2 separate regions of the Bombyx mori genome follow, and region 1 is linked to region 2. The links are chromatin contacts, called in public Hi-C maps. All regions are on one chromosome and are shown on one strand. The core of a region is the stretch at or near the end of the contact, and the rest is flanking DNA. Distances in the headings are between cores, read along the strand shown.

Evidence for each region. A called contact is a pair of places that touch in the nucleus more often than the background predicts.
Region 1: a contact with region 2 is called in a Hi-C map of whole pupa, with 2.0 times the contacts expected there. The contact joins the promoter of LOC101738809 here to the enhancer-like site in region 2. A contact is called at or near these places in 3 of 7 Hi-C or Micro-C datasets (middle silk gland, posterior silk gland and whole pupa).

What each region holds. Positions count from the first base shown.
Region 1 is chr10:2,030,652-2,035,818 of ASM3026992v2, forward strand. LOC101738809 (sesquipedalian-1) reads left to right here and starts at 3,365. Exons shown (of 4, transcript XM_004930291.5): 1 at 3,365-3,773; 2 at 4,394-4,579. The coding sequence starts at 3,548. LOC101747187 (mediator of RNA polymerase II transcription subunit 13) reads left to right here. Exons shown (of 25, transcript XM_038013509.2): 25 at 1-2,391.
Region 2 is chr10:1,789,223-1,794,674 of ASM3026992v2, forward strand. It overlaps LOC101746917 (integrin alpha-PS2), which reads right to left. Exons shown (of 24, transcript XM_038013485.2): 15 at 4,197-4,354; 16 at 3,359-3,534; 17 at 2,831-2,965; 18 at 2,340-2,405; 19 at 1,610-2,249; 20 at 936-1,519; 21 at 526-614; 22 at 78-230. Among protein-coding and RNA genes, the nearest start is that of LOC134199575, 50 kb to the right of the region's middle. Within about 2 kb of position 1,314, at least 1 of the 8 cell types and tissues checked has open chromatin away from gene starts, as enhancers often do.

The DNA of each region.
Region 1 (5,167 bases), core at 2,115-4,614, 240 kb after region 2:
CTACCTCACAAAGATGTAGGTCATTGATTGATCAGATTGAATTTGTATTGTCTAAAGTCTAAATTCGTATCCAAAGTGATTAATACTCGGAAGATGTTTTCAAGGCAAAAATCTTAAAACGGAACATGTGTTCGAGTGATTCAACAATTCGACTAGTTTTATAAGAACCGGAGGAAACATTGCCAACTGTTATAGATACGAAAATTATTATTTTTTAATTACTCAATTCTTCCTTTTTCTTTTATTAATAAAATAACGTATTTTGGCGTATTCATAAAGAAAAAAAAGTACGTGACGAGCGAGATTGCTTGTAGCGCTCGATTCATTAGGATTTGTCAAAACCCAACTTCCATTGCAGTCTTGCATTATTCTCACACGACTTCCCGCTCACTTGTTCCACAATACGAACCTCATTTTACGTAGTTTCATTTGCAAGTATATTTTATTTGATTGGCGGCCGTTAAATGTTTGTCGAGGTTTTGATTTTTACATTATTCGTTGAATGAATATCGATTGCGTACGGATTCGCAGTCTGGCGCGGCCGATGAGAATCCTTAAATAAATGCAACACCAAATAAGTATTTGTGAAGGCCTTTTTTTCTCTTTGTTATCAAATATGTGAAATTTTATAGCAATAATATTAGGTGATAGATAGATACAGTTTATCAGTTATCCAAACGTGAAATAGTTTATAATAAAAGAATATAATTTTTGTCTATATAGGCTTCGTCGACTATGTGATGATCGAGCGACGCGTAAAAACTTTGGCCTTAACTTAAAAAAAAAAAATTCTCAAATGTGAACGTCACAATTTATATGGAGGTGTTGTATTCGTTGTTGTGCTGTATGTAAATGTGTATAATGTAATATATTTCGTTATTATATTTAAACCGGTATGCATTACCAAAGGAGTTAGATACTTGTAGTCTTATAGATATTTTTACGAGCGTTTCATAAGCGAACGTCCACACGTCTTGCGAATTCTCATCTACACCTATTTATTTATTGTAAACTTGACACGTTTTTTTTTTTAAATCATTTTGTACGATTTTTTTACGGTTAAATGTGTTTACATTTTTGGAAACTATTTGTTTAGCTAAATTGAATTTCGTTTGTTTAAAAATCATGAATCCGTATACTATTGCACTCTTTTTATACAAGGGAACAAAGCTCAACGTGTGCTTCACGCATTAACGTCCGCATTGCACACATCCAACTAAAGTAATCAATTCAAATTACATAAGAGCAATGCGGTGAACATATTCTAAACGATTGATAGTTATATAAATTTGTCTTATGATATATAAAAAAATAAAATCTGCCGGTCAATAACTAATTAGTAACACCAATAGTTTATGATTAGATAAATTAATAATAATAATAAAAATAGTTATAAAAGAGCCCCCTAGTTCACGTTTGATTGTAGCATTTGTATTTTTAAAAAAATAGTTGTTCTCGTTTTTATATGAACGGAGCCCAAACTAAACGGCGTGACGTTGTTGTGTTGTCGAATCTCCGACTATTTGTAGTTATATGAAATTTTATATTTTAATATTATATTATTAAAATGTAAGCTTAGGGAGACGTGCTGTGAACATTCTCTGTACAGAAACATTGGGAGGCGTGAAGAAAGCCTTTGCGTGTCACTCTTTAATTCATCTTCAATTCTATACACAATATGTGGACAGCAGATTGGATCGCATGAACAAAACGATGTTGTAAATTATTTTTGTTGCTTAGTACCTAATGTTTACTTGTTTGAGTGGTAGACGCGATCGGTCGACCATAGACAATTTGTACATGTGTTGTGCGAGGAGCGATACATAAATTATTTAAATGTAGAGGCGGCTCGTCCGCGACTTACTGAATTATGCCTAGTTGAATAATGAAATGTTTTAAAATGTGTTACGGCATTTGAAAATATTTAATGATGTTGTATATAGTTTATATTTTTGTTTTTTTTTTTGTGATCGATATTTTGTACAGAATCGGTTTAAATAATCGAATAACCGTTAATAACGTGCCCGCATTGCCGACGTAAAATTTGAGCACGTTTTAAAGAAACCACTCGTAATACTTTGTACAGTTGTTAGCGTGATTCGTAGTTGAATGATTTAATTTTTAAGGAATTTTCGTTTTTGACCTTTTTTGTTATTGTGAATTTGTCTTTTTTAGGGAATTGGGAATGTTCTGTACATAGACCTCACCATTTTGTCATATATTAGTTTGTAAGCGGTGAAATCTGATGATTGATGTGGAAATCAAATTTTCTAAATGAAGCAATCATTAGAAATTCGTAAAACAAATTTAGTGTAATAATTGATATTAATATAACTTTATAAATAACTGAAAATAGGTAATAATTATGAATAAAATATTACATATTTAAAACGCTTGTTTCATTTCATTGAATAATATTAGTAATTGAGGACTGAGGGCAACAGCATGATCGTTTTTGTTAAGTTTACAAAAACGGATTTCATTACAAAAAAATGTCTGTCTGGAATTTGATCAGTGGCATAGTTGCTCGATACGAGTTCGTCAGGCGTTGTGTTCTTTAGGCCACGACGGCTTGCGCGTGTCGCTTGAAGCTTACGGAACAGTTATTATTAATTTAAACTGGACTCGTATTTTTTAATGTTAAGTGTATTATCTGCGCTCGTGTCTCACCTCAGCCAGCATCTCAAATCACCATAAACATTATTGTTGCCTCGCACCTTCAGTCAGGGTGTTAAAATTTCAATTGTAGTAACGCATAACTGCTTCGTATCAGAAATAGGATGTAGGGTGTTATTTATACATATAGATTCACCACGCCTTAACCAGTAGCATTGCAAGTAATTTGGGAACTTAGCCATAACGAATTATGACATGACTAATAAGAAACAGCAGCATCATGCGATATATTAAGTTTGAATTATTAATTGTTTTTTCTAAAAATTTTGCAAAAATATGTTAGTAGTAGCGAGAAATGCCAGCACGCCACTACTACTGTGTACTCATATCTATAGTAAAAAAGTAAGCTGTTTGAAACAAATTCAAAATAATTTCGTTTCTGTTTTAAAAAAGGTTTTCTTGTTAGTAGTTTAAATATTGCGTTTAAATGATATACAAGAATACTAGTCCTGTTGAACTTCGACATCATAATATATATTGTGGGTGAAAATTAATTTTATAGTGTATGTATACTACCCAAGGACTAGGTACTTACCGGAGTCCGTTTAATTGGCGCACACTAAAAACGCGTCCATTTAATATCAATTAAATGTATCGTGAATTTACCGACCTGCATGTACGCAATGTAACGTGCCGCGTTCGCCATCCCAATTAAAAAAAATCAATTGTCACCAACAAATGACATTTAGACATTTCAAAAATTCGTAATCAAAGAATTTGTATTTCATTCAATGTCGTTTTTTTTAATTTCGTACTGTTTAAAATAGAAAAATCTTAAAGGAAGCTAGGGATTCCTTGAGCGTATTCATGATATTGAGAATCATACCATTTGATTTTTTTTAGCTTCGGTGTTTAATGTATAAGTGTGTACATGGCTAATAAAAACATCACTATGAAAATAAATGAGAAGAATTTGGGTGCTTTCGCTTCTTCAGCAACCCCGGTGGACCGCGAGGGGTGGCTCGACATGCGTGGTGAAGTTGGTAAGAGCTATCAGCGTCGGTGGTTCACTCTCAAAGGGAATTTGTTGTTTTATTTTGAAAAAAAAGGTGACAAGGAACCTGTCGGAGTTGTTATTCTGGAAGGTTGTACTATTGGTAATTGTTTGTTTTGTTTTTTTTCTACTGTTTTTTTTATTTATTGCTTAGATGGCTGGACGAGCTCATAGCCCACTTGGTATTAAGTGGTTACTGGAGCCATAGACATCCACAACGTAAATGCGCCACCCACCTTGAGATATAAGTTCTAAGGTCTCAAGTATAGTTACAACGGCTGCCACACCCTTCAAACCGAAACGCATTACTGCTTCATGGTAGAAATAGGCAGGGTGGTGGTACCCACCCGCGCGGACTCACAAGAGGTCCTACTACCAGTAATTACGCAAATTATAATTTTGCGGGTTTAATTTTTATTACATGATTCCTTCACCGTGGAAGTCAATCGTGAACATTTGTCAAGTACGTATTTCATTAGAAAAATTGGTACCTGCCTGAGTTTCGAACATCGGTGCATCGCTCAACACGAATGCGCTGGACGTTTTATCCGTTAGGCCACGACGGTTTCAGAACATTTTCTTCACTTCACTACTTACATACATATATACTTCTTTTTTGAATAATTTACAAATATTTTGTGCAATGATTGTTTTTGAACTAATGTCTTCAGTCTCATGTAAAATGATCTAAACTCTTAATCCCTTAAGAGCCTATGTTTGTAGAATTAACAGAAGAGGAAGCATACAGTTTTAAAATAGTATTTCAATGTGAAGGAGGACGTACATATTATTTATGCACTAGTTCACAAGCATCCATGGAGTCATGGATGAAAGCATTAGCGTGTGCAAGTTATGACTATATGAAACTCATGGTGGCTGAGTTACAGAGACAGTTGGATGAAGCACAAGGTCAGTTGAAATATTCAACAGAATTCTTCTTATTTGAAATAAAAACAGAACCAAATAAAAATGTTATAAATGTTAAAAGAAAGAATGTAAAAAAGTTTCTATATATAGTGCAACCTCGATATAACCAATCAGAACAAAACAAGTAAATATTCATTATTTCAAGCAATTCAGTAAACTGAGGTTTGTTATATGAAGGTTAGGTTGGCCTACCATTTGTGATAATGAGTTAAAAAAAAAAGTTTTATTCGCCTCAACATTTCATACTCATCTTGTTATAGTGAAAAACTTCTACTAATAAATATTTTTATCAAATTACTGTATGTATTTACTATATAAAAACAAGTAGGTAGGTAACAATTTTTCTCAAACTTGTCGAGACTGATTCACATACTATGGGATTAAGGCGGTTATTGGTGGGAACGTTCCATAAAGGTTTTGGGTTGATCAAATTCGTCAATTAGAGGTATTTACACTATTTTTATAGTTGAAAATTCATTATAGAGAGGTTGTTTGCAAGAAATCTTTGCAATGTAAAGGTAGGTATATTTTACATTGACTTTTATGGACAATTCAAGGGGGAATGAATAA
Region 2 (5,452 bases), core at 64-2,563:
GGTATCAGGCAGACAGCCGCGAAAGCTTAGAACAAATCCAACATGGCCAATAATCACTAATTCACCGAATGACCCACCTCGTTAAGTACAGTTGCGTTGATCCTGGACCGCAGCGCCACCCACACCTCCTGGCCCTTCAGCAGCCTGCCCGTGGTGCACCTCATCACTTCACATTTGTATTTCTCCTGACAGTTGGTTAAGATGTCCTTGAGTTGCTTGTCAACTTGTGACTGAAATTAAAAACAATACGTTTTATTTCCTAGCGCTTGTGGACTGTTAAAGCCATCACCTTCGGATACAGTTACAGTTAAAATTAACCTTAAATGGTCTCCTCATTCCTCATTAATTGATCTCTTAAAAATTGCTTCCGATAAAATGAGATTACCACTGATCACCCCCTATCGTCCTCTTAATGATTGACATTTCCCAAGAGAGGCACTAGCGGTTAAGTCAGAAATAAAATTTACTGGAAATTAAAAGAGGGGAAGTAATAATGATTTACCAGCAAAACAAAAACGACATTACCTGATCGACCTGTCTCCTTCTCCTGGTGTTTTCTCGGCTACTAGTGGAGCCATAATTTCCAGAATGGCTGTTGTATGAAGAGCCACCTCCTGCAAAGTTATAACGAAACTGATACTTTTTCCATCGAAGCTTCGTCAACCCTACGTCCGTCATTTTTTCCCCTTACTATTCGCTGGTAGCGTAAGGGGTTATTCCAGCTAAGCGCGGACGAGGTACGGCCATCGTAGGACACGGTCCATGTGCTTAAAGACTCCCTTTTAAACGCGTATGAAGGACGTGTCCTATCGCTCAGGAATCACAGAGAAGGTATTGTTACCTGATCTTTTGAAATGCATTTATTCACAACAAGTATTTTAAGCTCTTTAAAATATTGTCTTATTCATATTTATTAATTGTCTTTTTATGCATACCTGATTGAGAAGAATAAGAATATCCACTGCTCCACGATCGGCTTCCATCCTGTGCGCTCCCCCCAGACTGATAAGCAGAACCTCCAGTTCGGTAACTGCCTCCACCAGACAGATAAGCACCTCCTCCAGCTTGATGCCCGGCTCCTCCAGCTTGATAAGCCCCGCCAGATTGGTAACTACCACCAGCAGTGCCGGTGCGACTTCCAGCTTGTCCGCTGCCGGCGTTGGTTACGTCACCGATCGCGTATTTGAACTCATTGTTAGGGTTAGAAGCAGCGAAAGCTCCAAAACCAAGTCCTTCGTTGTCTTCTTCGTCACCCACTACAGTGACTGTTGAGGCTCCTCTGAAAGTCGACGACCCGGCTTTCACAAGGTCAGGGTTAACTGTCTCTGTGGTTCCCCAGGATCCATGGACAAAGCCTTGTCCAGATCCTGAGCCTTGAGAGAACTGACTATTTCCTTGAACAGAGCCTTGCCAATTTTGTCCACCTTGGGTCTGAGTTTGGCCCGAACCTTGGACGTAACCACCAGAGCCGTGAGCGAACGAGCCGCTGTGTTGCTGTCCTCCTTGGTTATTAACGTATCTATAAAAGTAAAATTCATAGATAAAGAGAAACCTCACGAAATGCTGTTACAACTTGGATGTTGCGTAAACACATGAGCAAAGAACTTACGTATTAAATGAACTTCCAGCTTCACCTTCATGCCCAAGTTTTCCGTATTCCGTGCTAGTCTCAGTCTGGAATATGGTGTTGTTATTTGCGTCGTAAACTGTCGTTATATTCCTAATGCGAACGACTCTTCCTCCATCGACATAGATCTGTCCGTCGGCTCCTTGAGTGAAGCCACCCTGGGTGAAACCGCCCTGCCCGTTTCCTTGTGCGAAGGCTTCAAGACTTTTCTTGATTTTCTCCTGTTCTTCAACAGTCAGACCTTGTCCATTCGTCCACTTGTATGTATAAGTAGTTCCGCCGTTCTGTCCTCCCTGACTGAACTGATGTTGTCCAGATTGCTGTTCTTGACCTCCACTATACTGACCTCCGGAAGTTTGACTAAACTGCCCACCAGCACTGTGATCTCCACCGTATGGACCTCCGGAAGATTGACTAAACTGCCCACCAGCAGTTTGACCTCCGCTGTATTGACCTCCAGAAGTGTGAGTGAACTGACCACCAGCAGTTTGACCGCTACTAAGCTGACCACCGGAATTGGCGGGGCCAGTTTGGGTGGACGATCCCTGTTGTCCACCTGACACGAAACCTCCAGATTGTGACGTCACTGTACCGCCGCTGGTGGAATGCTGCTCCCATTGCGCTGGAACAACAAATACATTACAATTTTGTCCCGAAGTGTTAATACAAAGAATAATATATTTCGTGTCAATAAAGCCTGCAGTAGACTCACTCTGCCCGTAATATCCGAAGCCACCGACGAGCTGTGCTTCAGTGTACATGTTGGTGCTCGCCATTGCTGTAAAATAAATTAACCTTGAATATCATTTTCAATCGACTCCTCGAAGCGGTCTAGGGGTTTAACCGATATTTTTCCAGCACAATAAAATATTGCTCATATTTAAAACGAGAAACAGCAAATTTTTTTTAGGCATTAACCGCTTATTTTTACTGTAAAGCAGTTGACAGTTGACGTTCTAGATTAAAAAAGGGAACATCTGTCATAGTATACAGCTGAGACTTACACCTCATGTTGCGAAGTGGTGGCAACTACTTTGTGATTTGTACAAAGATGGTCGTGACTTATCTGCCCATATAAATATATGCTTCCTATATTATTTGACACGATGGAGAGGGAGGGGGGGGGGGTAGTCAATGACATGGTTTATTGCAGTACTGGATTATTGCGTTATGAAACAGACTTGTGAAATGAATTACACAAACCTTCTCTTTCCTTTTCGAGCAGAGGCATGTAGGGATTCTGGACGAAGAGGTTCTCTGTGTTGATGTGTCGCGCCACGTTGCACTTGATGTTCCCGAGCCACTGCGGCTGCACCAGCATGTACATCAGGTTTTCGCCTGGAAACAGAATTTGGGCTGAGCGAAGGTGTCGGAAAATGTGTCTCTGGTGAGGAATCAAAAAATCCAGTTGGCGTTTCGATTGGTACATACTCATTCCGTTAGACCTAAAGTGTACTTTCATTGTTTAATGAGGAAATGGTCCGGGTGCAGAAGCATCCATAATTCATGCCACAAGTTCGCATTACAAAAATGGTTTTCTAGTTTGTGAACCCTATTACGTTACCCATTTATTTCAGGATTGACTCTTAATGAACAAACCTGAAAGAGCTATATAGAATACGATTACACTAACGAAATCGAGCAAAAAAAATATTATTTTAATTAATAGGATAACATTTCCTATTGCAGTAAAATTCAGAACAATAAGTAAGGCCATTTCCTCGGTGCTACCTTCAAGAGTCTGATAGGGCCACATGAAGTACATCTCGGCTTCGTCTACGGTGAAGGGCCCCTCGTTCTTGATGCTGTACTTGTGGATCACGGGGGGGCCCAGCTTGGTGTCGTCCTTCAGGTCGGTCGCTTCGTATACCGACGCGTTGTAATGGAGCTCGGGCGGGTCTGAGGTCCTGGGGACGATAGCGACTTGTGTCAATTGTCAGTTTGAGTCGCTGGAGAAAAATTAAGTATTAGAGCAAACCGACCTGTACGTCACTCTCGCGGTCGTATGCCCGCTCACTTTACATAGTTTTTAGTATCTATGTCCGTCTTTTGACACAGAAGTGTATAATCTATGTTCCGTGCGCTCCCGTTTTGAGTGTGAGTAGCGTGCGCCCGCATTATATTGTAATTATCGTTTTAAATCGAAAATTGTTTGTGTATATAACAAGATTAGAATTCGAAATTTGATATTAGTGACTAACCCATATAGTTATATTGAATAAAAATACCCCTGAGACCTACCCCTCACTATAGTATTCATTTATTCACTAATAGCGGGTATTCTGAATTTAATATCCAGGTCTGCGCTGCAACTAATCCAATAATTTATCATAACAGTAATTGTAGATCATCGCCATTAAGATGAGAACAGCACGGCTCTTTAATCGTACAACTGTAGTCTGAAGAAGTGAAGAGCAGAAACAGCTGGTACAGTGTGGATTTCAGCCTCATGTTCCAAGGTGGACGGCGGTACCAATGTTATTATGAGGTTAACTGCGGTATCCACCTAACAACCCGGTCATGATCAACGCTCTTCTAAGCCTCAATTGAATAGAAAGGTCTCTCATACCCGATGACAGAGAGCTGTGCTCTGATGATGACGCCGATGTTCATGTTCATGACGTTGTCGTAATCGGTTCCTTGCTCGGGGTTGGTGGAGTTCGCTTCCATGTAGAAGTTCAGTGACGTCACGAGCGCGTCCACTTCGAGGATCACGCGGAAGTTCACCTGAAACGCATTAAAGAGATTCAGTTTGCCTCTGTTTTCGTAGGAATAAAAAACGCGGAGAGCGCTTTGTTCGTAAAACATAAAATTTTGTGAGTGTGTGTTTTTGAAATAATGCGAAATAAAGATGTGCGATTTCTGTAATTCGGTTTCTCGAGATCGGAAGCGTAAAGTTTCATTCAAAATTGTAATTTAGCATGATGGATAACTGGTAACTTCCTACCTACCTTATCATCAAAATGGTCGTATATAAGAATAGGAATACATACAAAAATTATAGTCATAACGTCTGAAAATATGCAAAAAAAAAAACTGTATGAGTTTCAAAATAAAATTTAATTATTACATTTTTGATGATTCGTGTTTTTTAAGATGTTGATTACCAGAGAATCTTTATTAGTAATTTAAAAATCCTGACTGACTCACGATCCTTCTGGTGTTAACTATATATGCAACTGAGTCAATAAGAACCAAAATAGAGAGCTGCTTCTCCCATTGAGACGTAATGTCAAAGTTTCAACTACAAACTGGAAAGCAAGATAGTTCCTCTGTCAAATTTTTGTACTGATTGAAACTTCTACCGCGCCCTACCAACAGTGACTATCACTGTCGATCAGCTGTCTCTAACATTACTACTGGTGTTACCAGCGGCATTGTAGTCCTGCACTTAGAGGCGTCACCTTGGCTGGTTCAATTACGAAGCAGTCATGTGTTTCACTTCGAAAGGTGGAACAGCCGGTACTATAAAATTGAAACTCAGACCTCAAGCTGGGTGGCGAAATACACGTTGCTATGTCTATGCGCGCCGGTAGCTATTGAAGAAAAGAAACTCACAAAAAAGTGTGTGTGTGCAAGTCACACACGGTAGAAGTGAAACTTATAAATAAGATATAGATATACTGACTATTCCACTATACAGGAGCATACATATGGACAATGTTTAGTAGACGATAGTGGGGATGCTACGAAGAGTCGCGCAAAGAGGAGACCGAAAACGTCTAATGTGTTCTATCTCATTCTCTCGCCGGTTGAATCCTATACATTTATGTGTTTGTGTCTCTATGGACTTATTTTTTCGTTTCATCGAGTTTGAAATCACAA